3 separate regions of the Zea mays genome follow, and all the other regions are linked to region 2. Evidence: chromatin contacts called from public Hi-C data. All regions are on one chromosome and are shown on one strand. The core of a region is the stretch at or near the end of the contact, and the rest is flanking DNA. Distances in the headings are between cores, read along the strand shown.

Region 1 (4,523 bases), core at 829-3,328, 540 kb after region 2:
TGAATGTGGATGTATTGAATGCTTGGATGTGCTGAATGGAGGTGGTTGGGGTTGTATTTATAGCCCCCACCAGAATTATAGTCGTTGGACAGAAAGGAGCAGCTTTCTATCGACGGGCCCACCGGACAGTCCGGTGCACACCGGACACGACACTGTTCATTGTCCGGTGCCTGCCATGTCACTCGGCCATTGGTGTCTGTAGCAGTCGAGCGTTGGATCCGCCTGCCCCTGTGGCGCACCGGACAGTCAGATGCGACCTGACGCCTGACCGTTTCTAACCTTCTGACAGTTTCTGACTCCGGTGGCAGTCGACCGTTGGCGAAGTTGACCGTTGGCCATGGGCTCACCGGACAGTCCGGTGAATTATAGCCATGGAGCGCTGAGTTTTCCCGAGAGCGGCCTGTTCGTCGGGCGCGCCAGCCTGGGCACCGTACACTGTCTGGTGCACACCGAACAGTCCGGTGCACCGCAGGCTGGTGCAAGTCTGATTCACACCATATTTATAGAAACGACCTAAGGGTCCATTTTCCTTACAGATGTATATGAACTTTATGTACCTGAGAAAAGATCAACTAGGCAAACTAGTTAGTCCATAAGTTTTGTGTAACACCCAAAATCTTATTTTTGGAATTATAAAGGCTCTCCAAAAGATTAAGCTAAAATGTCTATTTCATTATAATGTATAGAGGAAATAAATAGTGATATTCAAACTTTGGTAGTTCAAAACTTGAAGTTAAAACTTTGAACTGAGATTAAATGAGAAAAATAGAAAGATTCCAAATTGTTTAGGGAGTAAAATTATTCACTATAGTGCCTATGAAGCTATCTCTTAGTAGGAAATAAATTCAGAAATTCGTGCACAAATAAAAACATTTAGAATTATTGCCTACAGAATAATCACCAAAGGATCTAGGATGATATATTCGATTTTTTTTAGATTAGTGTATTTTATGAGTTTCATAGTAAGAGAACGTTTGTTTAATAGCTAAAACAAGATAATAAATAAATAGAAGTAAACTTTACATAACCATGCTGGACTTTTCTTAGCTGTGCATTTTAAATCCAAATTTTATTTGAGTTTGATTCGAAATATGGAAATCAAAATAGAAAAAAAGAAATAAAAAGAAAAAAAACCAAAACAACAAAAAGAAAGGAGAACCATACCTGCGTGGGCCCAAAGCCACGGGCGCGCGGCCCAATTAGCCCCGCGCGGTCGGATTCTATCACGCCCACTCGCACTAGCCACTGCCACATGGGCCCACGCATCAGCCGGAAGCCGCACCTGCGCGTTTGGACTCCCTCACTGACTATTGGGACCCATGTGTCATATTCATCCCCAACCTCACCGTGAACCTCGCAGATGGTTGCAACTAACCCCACGCGCGTGCTCGACCGAATTTGTTGGCGTCAGTTGCGATTTGGTGGGCCCCACGCAGGAGGGATCGTTCGCAGTCCGGCTCCGCATGCGTGTATAAAGGCCGGGGCCATCCTCGCTAACCTCGGCGCCGGTGCGACTGGTCCTGCTCGCCGGGGAACACCGCTGAGATCTATTCAAGCGCTCGCCGCCCTTATGTCCTCTATGCGTGGTCCTGGGCGTTCGGCTGATCGTGTCGCACGTAGGAGGCACATAGCAGGGTGAATATGGAAACCACGGTATCGGCGATTTCTCACCGATGGTCGGACGATGTCGGCGAGCCGAAATCCCATCGCGGACAGACTTCTGCGGAGGCTCCCATCCCTAGTAAGAAGCTTATATCATCTTCTATTAAGCTCTACTTGTGTTGCACCTCCTGCGTTGGGGTTTAGCCGGAGAATCGTGTCGTTGGGATGGGCTCCGGTGGTACGCCACCGCAGGGAAGACATGTGCCACTGTCCTGCCGAGCTGTGGGGGGGGGGGGGGGGGGGGGGGGGGGAGACGGGCCTATGTACGTTGATCACAAAATGAGCACTGGAGATTAGATCTAGTATCACCCCTGCGTCGGTTTGATCTAAACCGGAGATCGGGAGATGGAGGGACGGCGTTAGTATCTAGTTGTTTCAAAATCCGGGCCGTCGATCGCTCGTTGGGCGGCTCGGATTGCATACCGGTTTAGTATATATAACTTCTAATCTGAGCCACCAGAGTCTGATCGGATGGCCCTAGCTCACCCGTACCCCTTCGAGCCGTCTATTTTGCTTAAGAGCCCCTGCAGATCTAGGGTTTTAACATGCCGTCCTTGGCATGTGTAAAATAATTGGGATAGAGTCCAAGATATTTATAAGCTACCCTGTATTCTTTAGAATGGTAACAACAGTCCGTAGCTCTTGTTTTTAGTAAAAAGAATTTTAGAAAATGATTTATAACATAGAAGTAAATCACATAATATTAGAAAAAAATATAAGTTGCACATTTTAACTCCTTTTGATCCATTCCAGTGTGACACCCTAGGTGTCTATTTCGTGTTATGTTGGGAGATTTATCCTAATCTCGGATCCATTCCAGTGTGACACCCTTGGTGTCTATTTCGTGAAATGCTTAAGTGTCCTGATACAAATTGAAACTTGATAACTAAGTCATAATGATTTGAACTTGAGAAATTGGTGATAGTGTCTCTCTATGATTTTGCTTGGTGATTTAGTTAAGTGCTCTTGTGCTAGCAAACTAAAATTACTGCGTGTACAATTTTGGTTGTGCGTGTAATCTAGTTAAGTAAAATATGTGTTTTGTAGAAAAATCATATAGAAAAGTTGTACATAACTTTATTATCTTGCTCGTGTTAAAAATTGACAGCCATAAGTCTGATCGTTTAGAAGCTATGCTTTTCACATGTTCAGTAACTGAATCTGTCCAATTTCAGTACAGATTCCAGAGATTGCATTGTTTGCTTAAGTTCAGTTTAGAATCAGTCCTTATAAATTATGGTCGAGAGGGTTATTGCTTCCAGGATAGATGGTCGAGAGGGTTATTGCTTCCACAGGAGAGGACCAGGAGGAGTAGTGTGGCCAGGCTTCGCCATGTTACTCGGTTTTCTCCGTTAGTTATTTCCGCTGCATTAAAAATTTTGGTTACTGTTTCTGAAACTCTGATAATGTAATCACTAATGATACTTTCTTAATTTATGGTATTATGCTTTATTTTATTTCTCTGTGCCTCACCTTCGAGTGAGCTAGTGGTATTCGATCCTGGATAAGTGGCTTTATCGGACTAGATCCGAGGGACTAACGAGTTATTCCGGTTTAAGTGTGTTGCTACCTTTAAGGGTATGACTTGGCCACTTAAGCTGGAATAATTTGGACGGTTTCGCCATAGCTGGTATCGGAGCGAGTACCACTTCAGAGAAGTCAATAAGTCATGAATACCAACTTTTTAAAAGTAAAACTTGCTTAGAAACCAATGTTGGATAGATCGTCAGGACGGTAAAGATAAACCTATGACGTGAAGCCTTAGGGAATAGATGGGTAGCTTGGTGGCTATTTATATAGGCCATAAAGGCTACTACTACTATTAATAAGGATGTTGTAGAAGCACCCGAAAAAGTAGTTAGGTCTGAGAAGACGTCTAGAATGAGCATGCATCATGATTGTCGCATTATAATTGTCTCTTGTGCACCAACATGCTTCTCTCACCTTCATTCTAATAATAAGAACTTGTGAATATTTTAACGCACTGCTATGTTAGGAACTTAAGAAATGCCTTACCTCGTGTCAGATTGGTAAGTCTTGTTAGGTCGTGTTATGTGTTTCACTTGTCTTGCTATCTAGGTGGTATTGTAATTGTTCAACCCTTTTTGCAAAAAAAATGTTGTCCATCCTCCTCATGAAAAGACCCCCAAACAACCTTGAGTTTAGCAAGTGAAACCTCTTAAAAAATCATGCTTATGTTGGTATTCTCTACCCCTTGTGTGTTGTACCCTTGAAGTTACACCTGCACGGTTTGTGGATCCCCATAGCTTGACCGCTAGACCAACCCAAGTCTCCTTGTGCACTTGTTACGTCAAAAAATTGTTGTTTGGTGTCTAGTTGCACAAACCCTATCAAGGCCGTGTTTCTTTCCATCGATCATGTCCCGAATCTTCATAGCATTTGTTCTGCTCATCCTAGCAGATCTTGTTTTCCTACCTCTCCTTTCCAAATCTGGTAATCATTTTCCTTGTGAATCATGTTGTGGCCTTATCATCCAAATCTCCGGATCCTTTAATGATTCTGCCCTATTATCTGGTTATCTGCTATAACCTGTTCTCAAGTATCGTATGTTGATCTGCCTAAATCTCTCATTTCTGGTCAGTCTCATACCCCCTTCTCCGAGGATCATGACGTTGTTTTATCAAATTTTATCTTTAAACAGTGTATCCATTTAGTTCAATGGATGTTGCTGTTGTCCTTGGTTTTCTGATGTCTCTAAAAGCTCATCAATCCTGATCTCATGGTTGGTTCCTCCGCATATCCACTCCCGTATAAATCTCTGACTTCATAATCACCGTGACAATCATAAAAGAGTATATGGAGTTGAATAAGATTCTCATGCGTTGCTCTTTTTGCCAAAA
Region 2 (4,037 bases), core at 1,447-3,946:
CAGACTTCACGGGTTGAGTAGAAAACAAGTGATGCCTGGTGCAGTAGATAATGGTGGTGGTCCTCGTCGTGATGGATTGCGGCGCCCGCGGTTGGCCGACAGAGTAGATAGTAAGTAATAATCAATATTATTATGCATGTATATAATAAATAAAAAACGGAGCCTTACAGCAGCGTCCTGGCTGGCGGGTCAATCGGCAAGCAAGCGGGGGTCGGGGGGAGGCGGCTGGTGGGCGGCGGAGCAGTCCGGTCGTCCACCGCCCCACGTTGTGGCCGGCCAGTCGTGCGGTGATGGCGACGGGCGGCGACCTCCGAACCTTCCCGTGAAAGACCTCTGGACGAAGACGAGACGACCGCACTCTGGTGCCCGTGATGGCGTTTCTTTCTAGAGGCTGGGCCATGGGCTACTGACTCGCTGGTCTTAATTAGTGAAAAAGGTGTGACTGCCCGTGAACTGACGACGGCTACCTGTTGAATGCCAACGCAAACGGTGCCGTGGTCGACGGTTGGTAATTGGCATGCTTGCGGTGCTCCGACGGCACCGTGGGCGGAACGCAGAGTCGTGGAGTGGAGCGCCGGACCGACCCGCACGTGTTTGACTAGCCAAGCCACACAGCTCTGCCCAGGAGACCGGCCGGGCCGGGCCGGGCCACCACCACCGCCAGCCGCGGCGGCCTTGCGTTTCCACCCAGCTTCCCTCCCGCGCGGCGCCGACGGACGCAAAACGTCGCACGTGGGCCACGGCCAACTTCAGCCCGCGGTGATCACTCTGCTCTGGCATCTGGGCCCCGCGCCATCCCGCTGGGTCGCCTACTTTTCAAACCCAATCCTCGGCGAACTACTACTCAGGAACATTTGCGAATGCGCGGGTGGCCCACAGCTCAGTCGCGCCTGCTACACAGTCCAGTAGTATACCTCTGTTATTATTACTCCCCTATGGAAATTTTCAAACTCAAGTTGGTTCATTCCTGGTCTCATTCTCATGAAACATAGTGCTAGGGAAAAAATAAGTTTCATTTGATCAATTGGATGAACAGTTTCGCCTACAGCTAACAACTAAAACAGTGCGAGGGATTGGTTGGTTGTACGATTTCATGTTGTTTTTTCCTATGCTAGCTAGCACGTAGTGTTTCGCATGTCGCGTCGTCGACCACACCCCCGCCGGCGGTGACGACGATCTCTGTTCCACGCCATGTCCGGCCGCGCGCCGTCCTCCCCTTGTGTCTGTTCCTCCTCCTGCACAACTGCAGAGTGCAGACCCCTCGTGTCTTGCTCTGTTACCGCTGTTTCGCTCTGACAGCCAAGCCAGCGCTGCGCAGTTGACCATTGCGGCGTGCGCTCGAAGACAATCTGATCCAGAATCTCCTGCGATGCCAATCTCCCAATCCATCCGATCCGTTCCGTCAGTCCTTGGTCGGCGACATCTCGAAGAGCCGGCCGGACAGCGCGGTGACGAACGCCGCCTTGAAGCTGGGGTCCCGCGTCAGCGTCATGGCCATCTGCTCCGCGAGGTTCCGCCGGATGAGCTCCGACGCCGCCGCGGCCACGGGCGGCTCGCATTTCACCGCGCCAACCGCCTGCTGCTGCTGGTGCTGCTGGACCTGCTGGTGGTGGAGCGGCGCCGGAGCGGCGGCGACCGGCCTCGGCGGCGACGGCGGCTTCTTGCTGGCGCCAGGGCTGGAGCCGTCGTGCGGCGCCTGCGCCTGTGGCGGGGGCTGGCCGTGGTTGTGGTCGCCCTCGTACGTGGCGACCAGGATGGTGGGGTCGTCGGCGCTGCGCTGCACCTTCTTCTTGACTGGGCAGGCCGGGGCGAAGGAGCAGCGGAAGTAGGCCCGCGGGCAGGGGTTGTCCTTGGTAACCTTCTGCCCGTACTTGCGCCACTGGTACCCGTCCTTGACCACCAGGCTGAGGTCGGCCGGGTCGGCGTGCACGTGCAGCTTCGACACCCTGGGCTTGCACTCCGCCTCCCGGATGCGCTTGCACGGCTCGCCCGAGGTGCACTCCGTCTGGTCCGGCGCCACCGCCGGGTAGTGCTGGTGCAGTAGCTGCTGCGCGGGCGGCGCGGTGTCCGTGCTCTCGCTCTTGCGCTTCCGCGACGGCGACACGGACCCGCCCTCCGACGTGGACGACGGGTGGTTCCCGCAGGCCGTGGCCGCCGCGGCCACCATCTCCGTGTACTGCCCCCGCAGCGCCTCGTACTTGGAGGCCACCTCGGCCAGCGCCTCCGCCAGGCGCCGGTTCTCCTCGCCCATCCGCTGCAGCTCCGTCTCGAGAGCCGCGACCTGGGATCAAATCAAGGGGACAGTCCGTTAGAGTCTTTGCTCGTCGTCACGCCCGCCGTCTCCGTCCAGTCCAGGTGGGGTGGGTGCATGCTTGCGTCGCACATAGGATCGGAGTGTAGTGTATATATGCGTACCTCTGGTTCTTTCTTTGGAGGCGGCAGGAGGAAGTTCTCCTCGACGAGCAGCTTGGGCCTGGGCAAGGCGACGGCCACCGGCGCCTGGTGGTGGAGGCTGAGCGGCGGCAGGCCGACGCGCAGGTCAAGGCTCAGAGAAGGCTGGCTGCTGATCCATGGATCCATCTGCTGACTGCTTCCTTCTTCCACCTCGGTGTCCAGGTCGACAAGAGACGTGTAGAGCGGTCGACGGAGAAGAGAACTTGGAGAGTAGAGAGAGGAGGAAGAGGAGTAGAGACGCTTGAGAGTTGGAGTGGCGATTGCTCGGGACATGGCGTGATTTATATAAGGACTGGGGACTGGGGGACTCGACGACCCGGCCGGGAATATCGAAGGAGGATGGTCCGTCCGGGCGGTCTCATCGGCTAGAAGAAGAGAGAGAGAGAGAGAGAGAGAGAGAGAGAGAGAGAGAGAGAGAGAGAGAGAGAGAGAGAGAGAGAGAGAGAGAGAGAGAGGCGCTGCCAGTGCCAGCCCAGCGCACGTCGCCATCACTCGCACACGCGCCTGTCCTCTTCTCCGGTCGCGCGGCGATCGAATCAGCAGCTGAGCTGAGGCGAGACGAGAGACCGCATAAACAAACAAGGGGCCGTGGAATTCGCGCACGCGAATGTGGCGGGGGAATACTGCTGCTACAACTACTAGAAGAATAGGCGAGTGGTGGGGCCCGGGGCGGGGGTCGGAGGACGACGACGACGAAGCGCACTGGAGGTTGCCGATGGACCAGCAGGAGAAGACGTGACTGACCGTGATGGCGACGCCGACGCCGTGGCCTCTGCCTCTCTGCTGAAATATTTTTTTTCAGTGCTGGTACGCCTATTTGTCACGAGTCGGGTGGGACGGAGGCGGGTGAGCGAAGCCTTGGTTGGCCTCGGATAGCATGTCGGCCTGCGGATGAGCCGCGAGAGGATGACGGCGATGGTCGCCTGCAGGTTGGGTGGCGGTGGCTCCGGAAGTCAAGAAAATACACCACCACACATGCCTAGGAAAGATCGGCGGGGGGACCAATTGACGACTTTAGCTTGTTGACCAGCCTTTCTGGTCGGAAGAGCGAGAGCCTGGTAGTGGTAGCTTAGTTAGCACTAATTAATCCGGCAGATTTTAGACTTTCTCTGTTTCTGTTTTCTAAACAAACTTTTTTTTACAAAAAAAAGAAAAGAAAAAAGAGAGAGAAGAGCATGCGCATGTGGTGGTACTGCTGGTAGCTCTAGTCTAGGTGAGGGAAAGGTCGCTCCTGATGGCTGCGGCTTAATTTCCTTGCTAGGTGAGCTCCGGAGGCCCAAACTAATGGAATCAGAATAATCCGGCGAACTAGCTACCAACAAGTAAGTAGTATATACGTATCGCCGTGCCGCCGCCGTTGCCTAATTCTGACTGACCAAACATCCTTTCATAGTGCTCGCCGCACGGGGGGCGAGGATCAGTACGTACTTGCACCGTTTCTTTATGACCACCTTTGTTGCCGAGGTTTTTGATTGATTAGGCCGCCGTATGTAAGCAGAAGCGCTGTTCTTCTTTTGACTGACACGTCGCATGCAGGCGCGCGGCTTGTCGTTACCTTTGCGTTCTAGTACTTGTGCAGAGGT
Region 3 (4,375 bases), core at 1,149-3,648, 610 kb after region 2:
GTGTTCTCCCGACATTACTTCTAGTTGTTAGACTCTAATGAAGTACTGGGCTTTGATAGCAATTGAAAGTCTCCTAGATGGGGGGGGGGTGAATAGATGAAACCTGTAAATTATACACTTTGAACACGTACTTCACCTAGGGTTAGGATTAGAAACAAATAATAATGAATACGGAGTGCGGAAGAGAGTTCTTCTTGCTATGAGTTGTTCAATCAATGTAGATAACTTTGGGAGCTAACTCATAGGATTGTGAGCAAGAGAACTTTTAGAGAGAGGGGAGAGGGAGAATCAAATCACAAGTTAATGATCAAAGCAAATGAACACAACGATTTGTTTCCCGAGGTTCGGTTCCCTCTCTCAACCGATCATCTAGACCGATTGAGTGCTTCTTCTTAATCTCAAGGATCACAAAGATCCCGCAAGGATCACCACACACTAAGGTGTCTCTTGCTAGCTTTACAAGTCACTTAGAGAGTTTAGAAGGAGATGAAGAAAGCATGATTAAAAAGTCAAGCAACAAGAGCAACAAATAAAACACGAATCACACTATCTCAAGTCACTAATCACTATTGATCCCTTGTCTTAATTGTGGGACTTGGAGATGATTGGAAGCTTTGAATGTGTCTTGGAATGAATTCCTTGCTCTTGTATTGAATGTGGATGCATTGAATGCTTGGGTGTGCTGAATGGAGGTGGTTGGGGTTGTATTTATAACCCCCACCACAATTATAACCGTTGGAGAGAAAGGAGCAGCTTTCTGTAGACGGGTGCACCAGACAGTCCGGTGCACACCGTACACGACACTATTCATTGTCCGGTGCCTGCCACGTCACTCGACCGTTGGCATGTGTAGCAGTCATTCGTTGGATCCGCCTGCCCCTGTGGCGCACCGGACAGTCCGGTGCGACCTGACGCCTGACCGTTTATGACTTTCTGACGGTTTCTGACTCCGGTGGCAGTCGACCATTGGCGAAGTTGACCGTTGGCCGTGGGCTCACCGGACAGTTCGGTGCACACCGGACAGTCCGGTGAATTATAGCCGCGGAGCGCTGAGTTTTTTCCGAGAGCGGTCTGTCCGTTGGGCGCACCAGCCTAGGCACCGAACACTGTCCGGTGCATTGCAGGCTGGTGCAAGTCTGATTCGCCCCATATTTATAGAAACGACCTAAGGGTCCATTTTCCTTACAAATGTATATGAACTTTATGCATCGGAGAAAAGACCAACTAGGCAAACTAGTTAGTCCATAAGTTTTGTGATGGTCGTCAAACACCAAAATCGATTATAGGAGATGGTTGAGGCTATTTCCCTTTCACGTGGTAACGACTACTTCAGTGCGTAACGATTACATCAACGGTAGGGCAACACGTGATGGCCCAAATTGGAAGGTCCCAATCAAGATACCAGAGGCTTACTACTCTTCTCGGTCCGGTGGTGCACCGGACTGATCTAGTGCGCCACTGCGCAGAGCAGTTTTTGGAGGAAACTCCAATGGCTACCACAACACATTCTTGTCATTCTACATAGACCTGATCACTGTTCTGAGTAGTTCTAGACATTCTTGTGAGAGCGTGCTTTCGAGATCTGCATTCTTATGTCGTGTGGCTGTGTTTTGCTCTTGCGTTGTGTTCTACTCCTCCCTCTTGCTGTTATTTGGAGTTGCAACTTCTATTGAACTTGTGTATGACTGCAAGAGACTCCGATCTGTGGAGATCCTTGCGAGGAGATCTATATTTGATAATGAAGATTGTGGGCTTAAGGTGATCATTGGATCACTTGAGAGATATTGAGTGCAACCCTCGTCAGTTGAGACACCACAACATGGAGTAGACAAGCATTTGAGGCTTGATGGAGCCACGAGAAAAATCATTGTGTCTTGTGTGCTCTATTTTCATTAGGATTCACTCTTAAGTTCTTGTTTCATTTTTCACATGTAATATTGCTCAAATTAATTCCGCAATGTTGTGAGCAACCAAGTGCAAGAACTTCTCTCCTTCTCACTCTTATGGATCTAGTTTTGTACTAACTTTTAATTTGTGTGCCAAGTTTGTGTTTAAGTTGTGAATTTCAGGTATCACATATTCACCGCTTCTAGGTGACTATCAACAATACTGTTTTGTTATTTCAGTGTTTTTGATTCAGTAATAGTAGTTTTTTTGAATGTCTGGTCGTTCGATTACAAGGATATTTATACCCGCCACCATATCACGCATACTCACGCTTACACACCTCAAATCTCTCAAATACTCCATTCCACGCTGCTATAGTTGGTGTTAGGCTTGATCAGCCGCTGACCATGTCTTTTTTCTGTTTCCACGCTTGAGCGGTCACTGCAGTACTGCACTTGGAGCTTGGAGATGGAGAAAACCGGTCATCTTGGGTCCCATTGGTGATTGGCCACTCCGACCATTTCCACCAACGGTCTGGACGGGTGGACTGACCACAAGTCGCCGACTCGCCATCCGCGTCAACACCACTGCAACCACCACCGCCGTGTGGGAGGCCCAAACCACGCGCCTTTCCCCACTGCACCAGGCAACCCACCAGCAGGCCGCAGTTCACGCTTGGCTGACGACCGACCCCCATTCGTTCTAGCCCTCCCTCCGACACTCCGATCCATTACTCGCTATGGACGCGGCGGGCGGCGACCAGCTAAGCCTGGCCGCGGTGCGCGACGCGCTGGTGCGGCTGGAGGACTCCGTGGTGTTCGCGCTCATCGAGCGCGCCCGGCATCCGCGGAACGCGCCAGCCTACGCGCCCGCCGCCACCGCTGGAGAACATTCGCTCGTGGAGTTCTTCGTCCGGGAAGCAGAGGCCCTCAACGCAAAGGCAAGCCTCTTCCTTTTTCGTGCTTTTCTTGTTCGTCCCTCAGTTTCCTCTGTTATTAAGACTTGTATTGCCTTGCCTGGATGAGGAACTACGCGGATGGGGCCAAACCACTGCGCTCTCAAGTTCTTGGTCGGGCAGAACCTATCGTTTGTTATTGTAAACGTGGTCAGCTTACCTATGATTCAAGGTGGCAAGATTTTTAAACGCCTAGACACCCCCGTTGGTTGTGTTTGGAATTCAGCTGAAACGTAGAGGCTACAGTTATCGCCATTGCAGATTACCTATTTTTGTCTGGTGAAATGCTCAACTTAGGTTTGATCTAAAAAAAATTTGGTCGGAGAGAGAAAGACCGTCCTCCTGATATTATATTTAAAAATAGATCGAAACATGATTACGGTCGAGAAAATTCTCGAACCGTGGCCCCATCCACTCTGCAACGACCAACCGAAGGGTGGGCGGGTGAGGCACAACAAAGGGATTTTTTTAACCAAGTCAGAAATTTGCCCTCGAGGGGGATCGAGAAGACAGGACCTAGAGGTGGTACTCGGAAGCATTAACCATTACGCTAGATGCCCTTAAGCACTTAGGTTTGATCTAACTAGTAAAGTAAACCAGCTGTAAAACTTCAGTACGAAATAAGTGCTTCTTCTTTTAGGTTCACATTATATGCAATCACTCCTTGATGAAACCCAGATCTTACCGGGGTAGAGATGGATTTGGTTCTTTGAGCACCCTTGACACTTCTCTACATGGCTTTCCACTGTGTTGATTTGAAGAACTGAATCCTATCTCTATTTGTTCGTTTCAAATTCACTTGGCACGAAAAAAATAAAATGTACTTCTTGTTATTTATCTAACTGAGTAACTAATATGATCAATCATTGTTTACTGATATTTCACTGGACAAGGAGAATGCCAAAACATTTATTTAAGTGGTTAAGAATGTTCTTACCCAAGCCAAATATCACAGAGGGTTTAGAGGCTACTGGTGGTATTGCTGCACATATACTGCAGCAATAACATTCTGTGATATCTTCTTCGCAATCTGAATACATGTGTGAATTTTTGTATACTGCAATAGTTAACACTCTTGTGCAATCTCTCAATACAAATGTGAGTTCTTGTAGGCTGGACATTATCAAAAGCCAGAAGATGTTCCATTCTTCCCTCAAGATCTACCCTCACCTCTCTTTCCTACAAAGCCTTCCCCAAAGGTGCACATCATCAGGCATTAACCTTGCAATATCAAGAACTGATGATATGATAATTGCTGAGATGCTGAACTTCTATTGCTTTTTATTAGGTCTTGCACCCTTTTGCTTCATTGGTCACCGTGAATGATGCAATATGGAAAATGTATTTTGATGAATTGCTCCCGTTATTCACTGTTGATGGTGATGATGGCAGCTATGCACAAACAGTTGCACTGGATTTAGCGTGTCTGCAGGTATGAGTTTATGTTAAAATTTCTTTAACTACAGGAATAAATGCAAATTGCCAGCCTTTTAATTGGAAATTGACAATTGCTGTATGCCTGTAACATACAAG

The links. Hi-C and Micro-C count contacts between places; a contact is called where the count stands out from the background.
Region 1: a Hi-C map of leaf shows a contact between it and region 2, with 6 times the contacts expected there. The contact joins the enhancer-like site here to the promoter of LOC100279570 in region 2. A contact is called at or near these places in 2 of 25 Hi-C or Micro-C datasets (bundle sheath and leaf).
Region 3: a contact with region 2 is called in a Hi-C map of ear, with 2.6 times the contacts expected there. The contact joins the promoter of LOC100191856 here to the promoter of LOC100279570 in region 2. A contact is called at or near these places in 2 of 25 Hi-C or Micro-C datasets (bundle sheath and ear).

Annotation. Positions count from the first base shown.
Region 1 is chr5:94,364,791-94,369,313 of Zm-B73-REFERENCE-NAM-5.0, reverse strand. No RefSeq gene overlaps it. Among protein-coding and RNA genes, the nearest start is that of LOC100191856, 70 kb to the right of the region's middle. Within about 2 kb of position 2,078, at least 17 of the 20 cell types and tissues checked have an H3K27ac peak or open chromatin away from gene starts, as enhancers often do. A contact at or near this core is called in bundle sheath and leaf, where this site is marked.
Region 2 is chr5:94,905,896-94,909,932 of Zm-B73-REFERENCE-NAM-5.0, reverse strand. LOC100279570 reads right to left here and starts at 2,696. Exons shown (of 2, transcript NM_001152567.1): 1 at 2,416-2,696; 2 at 997-2,281. The coding sequence starts at 2,580. The coding sequence ends at 1,403.
Region 3 is chr5:94,295,401-94,299,775 of Zm-B73-REFERENCE-NAM-5.0, reverse strand. It overlaps LOC100191856 (chorismate mutase), which reads left to right and starts at 2,398. Exons shown (of 5, transcript NM_001137280.2): 1 at 2,398-2,827; 2 at 3,955-4,041; 3 at 4,131-4,274. The coding sequence starts at 2,627.